Regions from separate parts of the Aedes albopictus genome. Here region 1 is linked to region 2. Evidence: chromatin contacts called from public Hi-C data. All regions are on one chromosome and are shown on one strand. The core of a region is the stretch at or near the end of the contact, and the rest is flanking DNA. Distances in the headings are between cores, read along the strand shown. Region 1 holds the start of LOC109427814 (testis-specific gene 10 protein). Region 2 holds the start of LOC109421326 (fatty acid synthase).

Evidence for each region. Hi-C and Micro-C count contacts between places; a contact is called where the count stands out from the background.
Region 1: a contact with region 2 is called in a Hi-C map of whole pupa, with 8 times the contacts expected there. The contact joins the promoter of LOC109427814 here to the promoter of LOC109421326 in region 2. A contact is called at or near these places in 2 of 3 Hi-C or Micro-C datasets (whole body and whole pupa).

Annotation. Positions count from the first base shown.
Region 1 is chr2:42,240,492-42,246,691 of AalbF5, reverse strand. LOC109427814 (testis-specific gene 10 protein) reads right to left here and starts at 3,397. Exons shown (of 6, transcript XM_029871198.2): 1 at 3,057-3,397; 2 at 2,383-2,999; 3 at 1,779-2,310; 4 at 954-1,717; 5 at 290-524; 6 at 1-211. The coding sequence starts at 3,152.
Region 2 is chr2:41,947,722-41,954,052 of AalbF5, reverse strand. LOC109421326 (fatty acid synthase) reads right to left here and starts at 3,532. Exons shown (of 6, transcript XM_019695833.3): 1 at 2,992-3,532; 2 at 974-2,935; 3 at 498-918; 4 at 1-436. The coding sequence starts at 3,428. All of the region lies in intron 3 of LOC109427815 (eEF1A lysine and N-terminal methyltransferase homolog), which reads left to right.

The sequences.
Region 1 (6,200 bases), core at 2,148-4,647, 290 kb before region 2:
TTTCGCTCTCCTGCGACTGGAGCTTCTTGTCGCGCTCGGTCAGCTGCTTCTCCAGCTGGTGGTTCAGATCGTTCCGTTTCGATATTTCCCGCTCCCGTTCGCGAATCTTGCCTTCGTACATTTTCCGATCGCTTTCCTTCTGCTCGGTGATCTTCTGCCGATCCTCCTCCGCTGCCCGGAGCAGCCTGCGGGAGTCTTCGCTCGTTTTGGCCTGTTTTTAGTAAAAATAAAAAATGAAAGTTATTCGAATCCCCCCTGAAGTCTTTTCAAGTAGGTAGTAAGCACTCACCATATTTGATAGCTCATGCTGCAACCGTTTGTTCTCCTTCTCGTAGTTACTTTCGCGCTTCTGATGTTGTTCGATCTGCTTGGTCAGTGCGACCCACTGTTGGTTCTTGTCGTTGTATCGCTTGATGTAGTCCGACAGCTCAAGCTTCATCTGATTGATCTTCTTGTCATATGAAGCCGTGGCACTCTTGACCTGGGTGAGTTCTTTTTCAAGCGATCGGTTTTCCGTTTGCAATCTGTGGAAGACAAGAAGTTCATAAAATCGTTTAATGCTTATTGTTTATTATAATATTGTCGATCACAAGATGTAATAAAAAAAACGTTCTAAATGATTCAATTTAATAATCTGCTAATGCATGCATCTAAACCTCAATTTCTCTCTTGTGGAGCGGACCTGGTGTGATGGTTAGAACACTTGACTATCACGCCGAAGACCTGGGATCGAATCCCACTCCCGACAAACTCGCAAAATGTGAGTTCTTCCTTCGGAAGGGAAGTAAAGGGTGGGTCCTGAGATGAACCAGCCAAGGGCTAAAAATCTCGTTAATACAGATAAAAAAAAATCTCGAAAAGTACAGCTTGGTCCCAGTGGGGACGTTACGCCAAGAAGAAGAAGAAAAAAGAAGATATGACCTGTAGAACATAACAATTCCAAAAATACGCACGTGGAAACTTTCAGCGCCAGTGGAAGATTCTTCCTCTGCACCCGGTTCACCTCCGCCGTCAGCAGTTGATTCTGATGCATCAGTATGCCGATCTGCTTGGACATGGCCTCGACCGTCACCTGAAGGTCCTGCATCAGATGTGCCTCCATCCGTATCTTGGCGTCGTAGAATTCAATCAACTGCACCTGGGTGGCGTCATTTATCGTCCCGGACGATACGGCATCCTGGATGTGCGTTACCGTCTGATCCATTCGTTCGAGAAGATCTCTGCTGAGATTAGCCGGCGGGGGCATTTGTAGTGGAACCGATCGAGTGCTGCTGCGGTCTGTGTTTTGCTGTTGGCTTTCGCCCAAAACTTTTCGGTTGCTGGAACTCAACATGCTGATCATGTGAGATACATCCTTGCGAGGGAAATCCACTGACGAGCTGATGGCCAACGTGGCCTCTGTCAGCTCCGAGTTGTCACTGGTCAAGCCCTTGGCGATGAGGAAATGAACGGGTTTCTGCTTCAGTAGATTTCCCATTTTGGCAAACCACAGTGTTGGCGAAACATTGGCCAGTTCGTGAAAGGTGTGGAGTGCCCATAGAAATGCTTCGATTTCACCATCAGGAAGGGAAAAGTCGAAATTCTGACTGGATTTGAATGAGCTCAGGATGTTTCCAAACGTGTGCTGGAAGAAGAGCTCGGCAGCTTTGTCCAAGGTGGAGTTGGAAGCTCCCTGGAGGCTAACTAGCGTCGTCAGCAGCTTCGAAACCGAGATTATCTGAAAACAAAAGGATCGATGTAAGGGATCCCTCAATTTCAAGTTATTAATTAAAACCTACCAGAACTTGATCGCTGTTGTGGTGTACAATGCTTACTAAATCCTCCAGTACCGCTTCACATGAATCGATTAGTTTCTGCTGACATTGGTTTTCCTTATTTTCGTCACTTTTCTCCAGAACCACCCTCATCAGATCCACCGCACAGGAACAGCTCTGTTTCGTCCGAATCCACTTCAAAGCCAAATCCGCTATCCTTTTGCGGAAGACTTCTCCAATCGGTTCCAAGTCCACTATACACGCCAAAATCTCGAACAGAACATCCATGCAGTCATCCCGTTCGCTCGAACCGGAACTGTCCAGACTTTTCTCGTCGGAAACTTTCCGTCGTTTCCTCGTGTTCCCGGGTCCTTTCTCGGCGTGTTGTGCCGCCGTGTAGCGTTCTATGTCGTCCAAAAAGTCCTTCAGATTGTCTCGGAAGAAGTTGTCTTCCAGAGAAATGGCGTTGCGTTGATCCTCCTTGCTGCAGCTATCTTTCTTCAGCTGCCGGATGTAGTGCAGGTAGTCTACCACGTGGCGCAGAATGAAGCTATTTCTGGAAGATGGGAAAAAGAATTAAAAAAGAGGATGAAATCATGTAGTTTCCAAACCAATCCAGTTTACTCACTTTGTAGACAAAATATTCTTCACCTCCTGGAAGCTCATCTTCAGCAAATAGTGCAGATCCATCTCCTTCATGTAGTCGTTTCGCTCCAGAATGATGTACATCTTGCACGTTACCAATCCGAGATGTTTGATCTGCTTACAGAAGCCGGACACGCTGATATTCTTCGTCAGCACGTACGTCATGGGCAGATTCCCGTAGCACAGGTTCACCAGAATCGAAAGCGCCAACGTCACCAGTTCGGTTTTATCCTTCTGGCCACTGCCCTGCTCCATCACCGACAACAGTTTGAGAATCAGCGACTCGACATAAGGTTCGTAGCTTTCCAGCTGCGCTCCATGGGTCAGCTTCTCGATCAGCGCCAGCAGTCGCTGCTGCTGTTCGGTGCTGTGAATTTCCTTCAGCAGATTGGCCAACGTCGGCAGATAGTGGAAATTGCGGATCAACGCTTGTCGGATTTCCTCGCATTTTGACGCCGTTTCCAGCACGGACACTGCCGCCCACAGCAGGGACATCTTCTTCGATCCGGTGCTCATCAACCGGTGCAGGTTGACGAAGAAAATGTTGTTCCCGTAGACGGACAGGTCGAACGTTCGCTGGTCGGTGACCACCGCCAGGTGCTGGAAGAAAGGTGATTGATTACTTTCGCCCCATCTGGAGTATGGTTTATTACTTACGTTAAGACTGTTGATGATTTGGGTTTCATTTCCGTAGGTGCTGCTCACGAAATACGATTGGATGTGGCTGTTGAAATCGCTTATGTGGGACGACATTCCGACAAGAGCTAGTCACTAATCACGCACTAGAAACACGCACAAATCACAGATATACTAGAAAAATAATGTTGGCCACGGCTTGCATGCACAGATGTATTACGGGAGCAATGAAATACAGTGTAAAAAGAGCAATAATGCAGTAAAAATTTCATAAAATAGCTAGTAAAACTAAACACAGAAAACGAATAAATTCAGTCGCGTTTTGACAGTCGTTATAACTAGCCCGGCGCGGCGCAAGACGCGGTAAACAAAATTCAAAACGAGAACTGTCAATCGAGCGTTACATAGATAGGCGTTACAGACGTTACGTTATGAAGCGCAACCGAGCTGCAGTCCAGCCCTGCGAACACTTCTGCACTTGAAGAAATCATACGCCGAGAGCTGGCAATTTTTTTTAATATTCATTATATTCAGAGTCGGATTTAAGGGGGGGCCAGGGGGGCCATGGCCCCGGGGCACCACATTTAAGGGGCCCCCACAAAATGTTACTTCAAATAGGAACCGAAAAAAAAGTAGTGCTAGAAACATCTTGATTTAATTTTTATCCCAAATACTATTATTCTCAAGATGTGTTTGAAATATTGTGCTTCAAATCAGAAAGAAGCAGATATCTGCCTTTTCATAAAATTTCAAACTTTTCCAGAAAGTTGTTAAGATTTTTAAGGTTTGAATTGATCACTCTTGTGAATTGCACAAGTTATTTGACCTAAAATACATGAGAAAATCTTCACCTGAATTCTGGACGAAATCTTAAATGCTATGGAATAGAGAATCAAAAAGTTTCTGCTGAAAATTCGTGTTTATTACTGTCTAAAATTATTGATATTATTTAAAAAAAAAAATCTACATAGTTCTTTGAAGATTTGCAAGTGTTTCTATCAGAATAAAGAACAGTTTTTAGAATTGTAGAGTTTGATTTCGCTTACCAAACTTATAAATTATTCAAATCGAACCCCGGAATTGTTGAAATATTTCTTTGAAGGAACAAGCAAGAATTTTTTGGTCGGATTTAGGTGGAGATCTGATCAGATTTTCTTCAATATGATTAAATCCATGACGAATTTTTCTTCCTGGCTTGAATGTGTAACTCTTAACAAATCCATAGGTTCCTTATAAAAATAGCAGTAGATGTTTGTGGAGAAATTATTGAAAGATCCTGAAATATTTAAAGTTTTCCAAACAATTTTTGTTTAATTTGGCTAAAAACTCGTCCGCCAAAGATTATTATGAAATTTTACTTATAAACTTATAACTTATACTTCAAAGTAAAACAGAAATTCCATCAGGAACTCATTATGGATTGCCGATGAAATTTCTTTAGCAGCTTTTAGTAGAATTTCCGCTAAAAATACCACTATGGTTTTTTTGCCTCTTGAAGTGCCACAAGGAGTTCTTAACAATTATTTTGCGCGTTCACCAGAAACTCCTCTCGAAGTCGCGTCAGGAATGTTTATGATTAAGTTCTACAAAAAAAAAGAAACCTGGTAATCGGTCACCAACTCTATAGATATTATTAATGATTCCGCAAGAAATTCTATTTGGAGGTTTTGCAATAATGGCCCCAAAAATAGCGCTTTAAATTTTATCTGAAATTTATCAAAAATGTCTCCTATAAAATCTATTTTTAAATTTCTTAAAGGACTTTCTCATGAATTTCAACTTGATGAATGGAATCTAATACTATGAACATTCTCGGATAAAGCGTTATTTATTTGATACAATTTCTTTTACATTCGTCCTCAGACTAGATTTTCAAATCTGGATCTCTGTTATGCTTAGTTTATAGTAGATGCCTTTTTCCTAGTTACGCTTATTAAACTTCAATAACAACCCTAATTTTTGGAAGAATTTTCCATATTTTTTTGATTTTTCTACAATGAAAAAGAAATATCCTCTAAAAAGAGGGCCCCCACAACACTGTGGCCCCGGGCCCCCACATTTGTAAATCCGGCCCTGATTATATTGAATTTAAGGTCTGTTTCAATTGGAGATTTAAAATTAATTCTAGATTGAGTTTAAATAAGGGCGAAAATAACATGAGAGAGTTCTCTTCATCGACTCTCTCTTCTTCAAATTAAAGTGACAAGATGCAAGTATGGTTGAACTTTTTGGTCATAAATCGCTAGGTTGCGATGTAATCTAGCATAAGTGTAAAAAAGGTCGATTGAACTTGCATCTTGACACTTTAATTTGCAGAAGAGAGAGTCGATGACGAGAATTCTCTCATGTTACTTTCGCCACTTTCGCCCTTATTTAAACTCAATCTAGAATTGTCACTTAAACTTGACAGTTCGATAATTATTGCCTTAGGAGAACTGTCAATTTGAAGTGTCAAACTGTCAAATTTAAGTAAAAATTAATTTTTATTCGCCAATTGGAACAGACCCTTAGATTATTAAATTAGATATAGCACAGAGAACAGACGTTTAAGCTCGAACAAAAATACGTCGAAATCGTGTGTAAAGGATTTAAGTGTACCTCAACGCCACCAACGGAGACTGCCCCACATTTAAAGTCGGTATGACCAACAATTTGACTCCACGATGGCAGTGTTCATCCACAGACAAACAGACGTCTCACTCTACTCACTTTCGATCGTTACCCTTTTAACGGTCAGTTCAAATATTTTGTAGTTCGCAAATCTCTCGGTCACGGCGCTCGCATCGTTTTCGCTTCTGTTTGACGTTTGCTCACTACTGCCACCTACTGAGTGGTTTGCGTAACACAGCGTGGTTAGCGATTATGATTTCGTAACGATGATTTTTATCGCAATGTGTTCCAAGTGATACGTCTGTTTGTCTGTGGTTCATCGTTGAAATACACTAGCCCACAAAGCGATACGAGCGCCAAACGGACAAAAACGGCGAGCACTAGAAACAAAAATGACAACACAACAATGAGCCTCTGTACGAATTTGCCCTGTCCTGCTCACTCCCACTGAAAATTTGAAAACACCGCGCACAGTAAAAGCACAGAGAACAGACGTTTAAGCTCGAACAAAAATACGTCGAAATCGTGTGTAAAGGATTTAAGTGTACATGGAAC
Region 2 (6,331 bases), core at 2,283-4,782:
ATATACGAATGCCTCCAGAAACGCACACATTAGTCCTCGCACAGTTCGTAACTGTAAAGTACTCCGTACACTCGTCAGCGTCACGGGACATCAACGACAAGTGTTGCTTCGGATAGATCGTAATGCTTTCAATAGCCGTTGGAACCATCAATGATCGGGAATCGATGGCAACTATCCCAACCTGTAGTAGGCAATCTAGAAACGCAACCCAATTGCCCTTCCACTGGACCTTGGCCGCCGATCCGTCGCTCTGAGCTTCCATAACGGATTTGAACAATGCGCTATAATGGTATCCCCGCAGCCTGAGTTCCTTGTAAAAGTCCCTAGATGTCAACAGAGTGGACACGGTATTCCCTTCGAAAGCCTCAAACTGTTCAGGAGCTGTATTTAACTTTCTCGCAAATCCAGTTACAACCGGAGTTGCGCTGTCCGAAATCTGAAAGCACATCCAAATACATATAGCCACCTTCATCCCAACCTTATGCACACACACTGACCTCGAATCTTCCAGTTCCCTTCTCGAGCGTCACCAGCAAATTGGTGGCCTTATTCTTCGTTAGAGTTGTCGCACGCAGGAACTGCACATCGTCGAACTGCATCGGACAATCGGCGATCTCGCGCTGCGACAGGTAGGCTATCAACTCCCACACCAGGCTGAGGTAACCTGTGGCGGGAAAAAGAACCCTACCGTCAATGCAATGCCCAGCGGCGTAAACGAAGTCCTGATCCGCCAGGGTGACCTTGAAGCTCATCTGGTTGGACACCCGGAAGGCTACCCATTCGTAGCGCACAATATACCACGAGTCGCGGTGATCCCATCGAATCAACGGTGCGATCATGGGAGTTCCTCGGGCCACCGGAAACTGCACCGGTGGGTAGAGGTTCAGCAGGTTCAGGTCTTGCTGCGCTAAGTACAAACTGTTGGAGAGAACTTTTAGATGTTTGTTTCCAAATAAGAAGATTTAAAACTTACTGTCCTAATGTAGCCAGTAGACTCTTGACGGTTCCCGCGGATTTCTCCACAGGCAGGCATTTGGACTTCCGTTTCAAGGTTTTAAGAATCGGCTGCATAGTATACTTTGCTAGTGGCTCCAATAGCATGCAGTGTTCAGGAATTTTCTCCAACAGGTTCACAACGGAGAACGAATCGTGCACCGCTGTTGACGCGAAGTCCGATGGATTCTTGAGGTTGATCCAGCGATGAGAGGGTTTCAAAGGCTGTGGGATAATGTGCGACACAAGGGTGTTCAACTTTTCCGTCAACTCAGCCGCGGAGTCCTTCGCGTAGAGCATGCTGACAAATGGCAGATGTTCTGCAACGTAGCCTCGTGACTTCAGCTGATCGACGACGGCACAAGTTGGATTCAGTGGACCTCCGACAACTCCGAACCGCGACAGGAATGTATCCTGTATGAATCCATCGAAGGAAAGTGGCGGCGCTGGACGTTTCGATCCCAGTTCCAGAAATGCGTTGAAGTTCATCTCGGTTTTGTACTCAGCTAGCACAGATCCATGATAGTATGCGATTTGGACTATCTGATCCAAAGTTAGGCAGCCATCTAGATAGGCGCAGGTGAACTGCCCGACCGAGTGACCGCCGTATGCGTTTAGTTGGACTCCGGTGACGTTAAGAATATCGGCGTATGCCAGCTGCAGTACAGTTGATCCAATTAAAAGCTGTCGAAGATCAGTTCTTCGCGTTGGTTTGTGGAACAGATCATACCCAAACGTAGTCAATACGGCACAACAATCAGTCACCGTTTTTTGGACACAAGGAAACTGTCGCAACACGTCCAAATCTTCACGCCACTTCAACGAAATACCTGGAAAGATCGCCACGAGTGGTGAATTGTCGAGTTTAACGCGTTTCATATCGAACAGGTCGATAGTCGTGGGCTGCGATGCTCGTTTGTCAAAAATGGCAAAACCTCTATATCGATGCCCAGGAGTCCGAGTACGTTGCACATTGTGCAACAGCGCAACGAAATCAGCGTCAAGTGGACGAGTTGCTATGTCCTCAAACATGTATTCTATTGCTTCTTTGGTTCTACTAGACCATGTGATCAGACGTGGAAGATCATCGTCCGGAACTCCGTATCCGATTTTATCCTTTGTATTACGCTGAATTAGCATGTGTGCGTTGGCTCCACCGAAGCCGAAAGAGTTGATCGCGATGAGAGGACCTTCTAGAGGTTTGGCTTGGTCCACCACTTGTAGACGACCTGCGGTTAAGGCTGGCACGTCTGGACGTGTTTTGGTGAAGTTGATATTCGGAGGAATCAAGTCATTTTCCATTGCAATGACACACTTCGAAAGCGATGACAACGCCGCCGAAGCTTCCGAATGCCCAATGTTGGACTTTACGGACCCAATAGGTAGAGGTCGGTCACGATCGGTGCAGAATATCTTGTCGATTGCGTCACACTCTTCCGGATCTCCTACTACGGTTCCAGTACTATGAGCTTCGATGAACGCAATGTCCCTGGGATCGATTGATATCTCATCGTAGAATTCACTCATCAGCTGCGTTTGCATCACACCTGAAGGATATGTTATCCCTTCAGATTTGAACCCGTCGCAATTGGTTTTAGTGTGTAGAATATGCGCATAAATTCTGTTGGCGTCTTTAGCCTTTTGTAGAAAAGCAGCACACAAAACTTCAGATCGAGTATACCCGTTGGCTTTTTCGTCGAATGGTCGACACACTCCATCCTTGGACAAAACGCCTAGCAATGCGAACTGATACGAAATGTAGGGATGCAAGCAAAGGTTAGTCCCCAATACAAGGGCTGCATCGCATTCTCCACTCAATATCTTCCTGCGAGCTACATCCAAAGCGTACATACTGCTGCTGCAGGCAGTGTCCATCACTAAGGAAGGTCCGCGAAGATCAAGCGTATAGGAAATCCTGTTGGCCACCTGGGACTTGGCACATCTATCGAAAAAGAAGTCAATCTATACCAGACACAAGCAAAATAGCCCTCAGCTTACCCTAGCATAGCATAGCCCTTCGGTGGACAAGATTGGAAAAACAGCCTAGCCTCAGTTTCCGAGAAGCAGACTCCAACGAACACACCCGTTCGCGATCCCCGAACCATTTCCGGGTTGGTCCCCGAATCTAGGATCGCTTCGTAGGCATGTTCCAGCAAAAGCCGCAGCTGCGGGTCCATAGCATTGCACTGATTCCGACTGATGCCAAAGAACTCCCGATCGAACTTGTCCAAGTTGTTGATCTTACCGGAACGGCGCGGAATCTCCGGCACAGTGTGCGGCCAACGTGTTTCCTTATCATCCACCAGATCACGCTTATCGTACAGATTCTCAGCAAACTGACGTATGTTGTCCGATTGCGGAAACCGTCCGGATATACCGGAAAGCACTACGCACTCATCTAGCTTAACCGAACCCAAACCACCGGCAGACGACATCGCGATACACAGAGTACAACGGTATTCCAACTGCAGTTAACAATCGATCGAAAACTGACGAAGAATTTGCATGACTGAATGGTTTTATATCGCAGGCCGTCCAATTTTTTGGCAATCGAAAATAAGATGCAAATTTCACTGCAGTCGAAAGGCAGTTCAACGACATGCTATGTAGCAGACGGCGTTCTTCAATTTAACCGACCTATGAAGTTCAAAACATTCTACAGAAGCTAATTAATCCAATGGTCGTCTAAACAATTCTAAACAAGCCGTAGGTCATGAATCAACAAATTGCCGAAAAATCAAACTAACAATAAATTGAGCCTAATGCGCTACGCAAAACGTCCAGACGACTGCTTAATGAATGTGCATTTCAAATACTACGCCGTTTAACGCATTCAGCAATTTAAATTACAAGCCGAAGACTGACGGCCCTGAAGAGGAAAGCTTTTGTTGGCACACGCCCCGCCCGACAAATGGAAGTTATTGACGGACATCTGGGAGCAGGCGCGTGGTTTCGCAGGAAACCAGCATAATTTGTGAGGAGCGGACCTGGTGTGATGGTTAGAACACTTGACTATCACGCCGAGGACCTGGAATCGAATACCACTCCCGACAAACTCGCAAAATGTGAGTTCTTCCTTCGGAAGGGAAGTAAGAGCGTGGGTCCCGAGATGAACTAGCTGATAATGCATGTGTATTAAGTTATTGTTGACAGATTTCTTGCTGTGTTAGTGTGAAATTTGGCGATTTGCTGTATCGCGTAAGCTTTCGCTGGAAGAAAACGTCATCTTATTTAGCGAAGCAAGGAAAATTTTCAATGCAAAAAGCAATACAGGGTTGAAAAAATCTCACTCAATTGAATGAAATTGCGCTGAACTGCATTGGGCAAGTTTGGCTGATACATCGACATTTTGTGAATCGATTCGAATCGGGCCAGCAGAATCGATTCACCGATTTAATCGAATACTTTGAATCGATGTTTTCACATCGATTCGATATTATAAAATGTGGCAAAACCAAAAAAGGATCTGTTTGCAGCATGGAGTATAATGGAGTATTAGTCTAAATAAATTGAATATCAAAAATTGAGATTGTTCATCGAACCGTCTCTGAAGGAATTCCTGGATAAATGCGTGAAGGAAATCCTAAAGAAATTCCTGGAGGTATTCCAGGAGAATTTCCTGGGGGACTCCCTGGAGAAATTCTTGTAGGATTGCCTAGCGCATATTTTGGAAGAAATCTCGAAGGAATCCCTGGATGAACTCCTAGAGGATTCCCTAGAGGAAATCTGAGAGGAATCTCTGGAGAAGAAACATTTTGAGGAATTCCTGGAGGAATCCTTAGAGAAATTTCTGAAGAAATTCTTGGAAGAACTCCTGGAGGACTTTTTGGAAAAATCGCTGGAGGAATCCCTGAAGCAATTACTGGAAGAACCTGAGGAGAAATGCCTGGAGGATCTTCTAGACAAATTCCTGGTGGAATTTCAAGTGGAACTCCTGGAGAAATCCATAGAGGAATTCTTGAAAAAATCCCTGGAGGAAACTCTGAAAGAATTCTGTGAGGAATCCCTGGAGAAATTTCAGAAGAAATTCCTTGAGGAATTCCCCCGAGAACTGTTTCTGGAGGAATTCTTGGAGGAATTTCTGGAGAAATCGTTGAAGAAATTTCTGGAGGAATGTCTGGAAGAATCCTAAGAGGAATCCCTGGAGAAATTTCTGAAGAAATTCCTGGAGGAGTTCCCAGGGCAATTCCTGGAGGAAATCCTGGAGGAAATTCCGGAGGAATCCCTGGAAAAACTCCTGCAAGAATTCCTGAATAAATTCCAGAAAGAATTTCTGAAGGAATCCATGGAGGATTTCCTGGGGAAATTCCTAGACGAACTGCTGTAGGAATTTCCGAAAGAAATCCTGAAGGAACTCCTGGATCAATTCGTGGAGGAACTCTTAGAGGAATTCCTGAAGAAATACCTGGGGTAATCCCTGGAGAAAATCTTGATTAAATTCCCGGAAAAGTCCCTTGAAAAATGCCAGGATGAAATCCTTGAGGAATGCCTGGAAGAATACCTGGAAAAATTCCTGAAAAAAATCCGGGAGGAGTTCCTGGGGGAATTTCTAAGGGAATCCCTGAAGGATTGCTCAAGAAATCTTTTAAGGAATTCCTAGAAGAATCTCAGAATTCTGAGATTCCTTAAATAATTCATGCAGGAATCGCCTAAAAAATTCTTAGAATAATTCGTGGATAAACTCCGGGAGGAATTCCTGGGGAAATTTCTGAAATTTTTTTGGAGAAATTTTTTTGGAGAAATTGCCGTAGGTATTGCGGAGGTATTCCTTGAGGAATTCCTGGAGGCTTAGAATAATTCCTGAAGGAGTGCCTTGGGGAACCCCTGGAGAAATTCTTGGAGACATGCTTGAAGGAGTTCCTGGAGGATTCTCTAGAGAAATTTCTTGAGGAATCCCTGCTTGGACCTCTCCATTTTTTCAAAAATGTTCACCCCCATATTTTGATTGGCATCCTAATAGAAGTAACTGGTCAAAATATTAGCCAAATCCATTGAAATTATGAGGTGCATCAAATCAATTTAGTGTTTTTAGACTCTTTTCGAACTTTAAAAATCCTAACTACACTAAAACTTGTCAAAAATTAATTCCTTCAGCACAAACTGAACACACAAGATTCCTCCAGGAATTTCTCCTAAAAGTGTACCAGTAGGAAATCCTCCAGAGATTCACCATGCAATGTATAGTATGGTGAAACTTTCAGGAAGAATTCCTGTAGGAATCTCTGGAGGAATTCCTAGAGGAATCTTTAGAGAAATTGCTAAAGGAGTTCACGAACGAATCCTAAGTAAGAACTTTTAAAGGAATCTTTGCAGGAATTCCTAGAGGAATCCTGGAGGA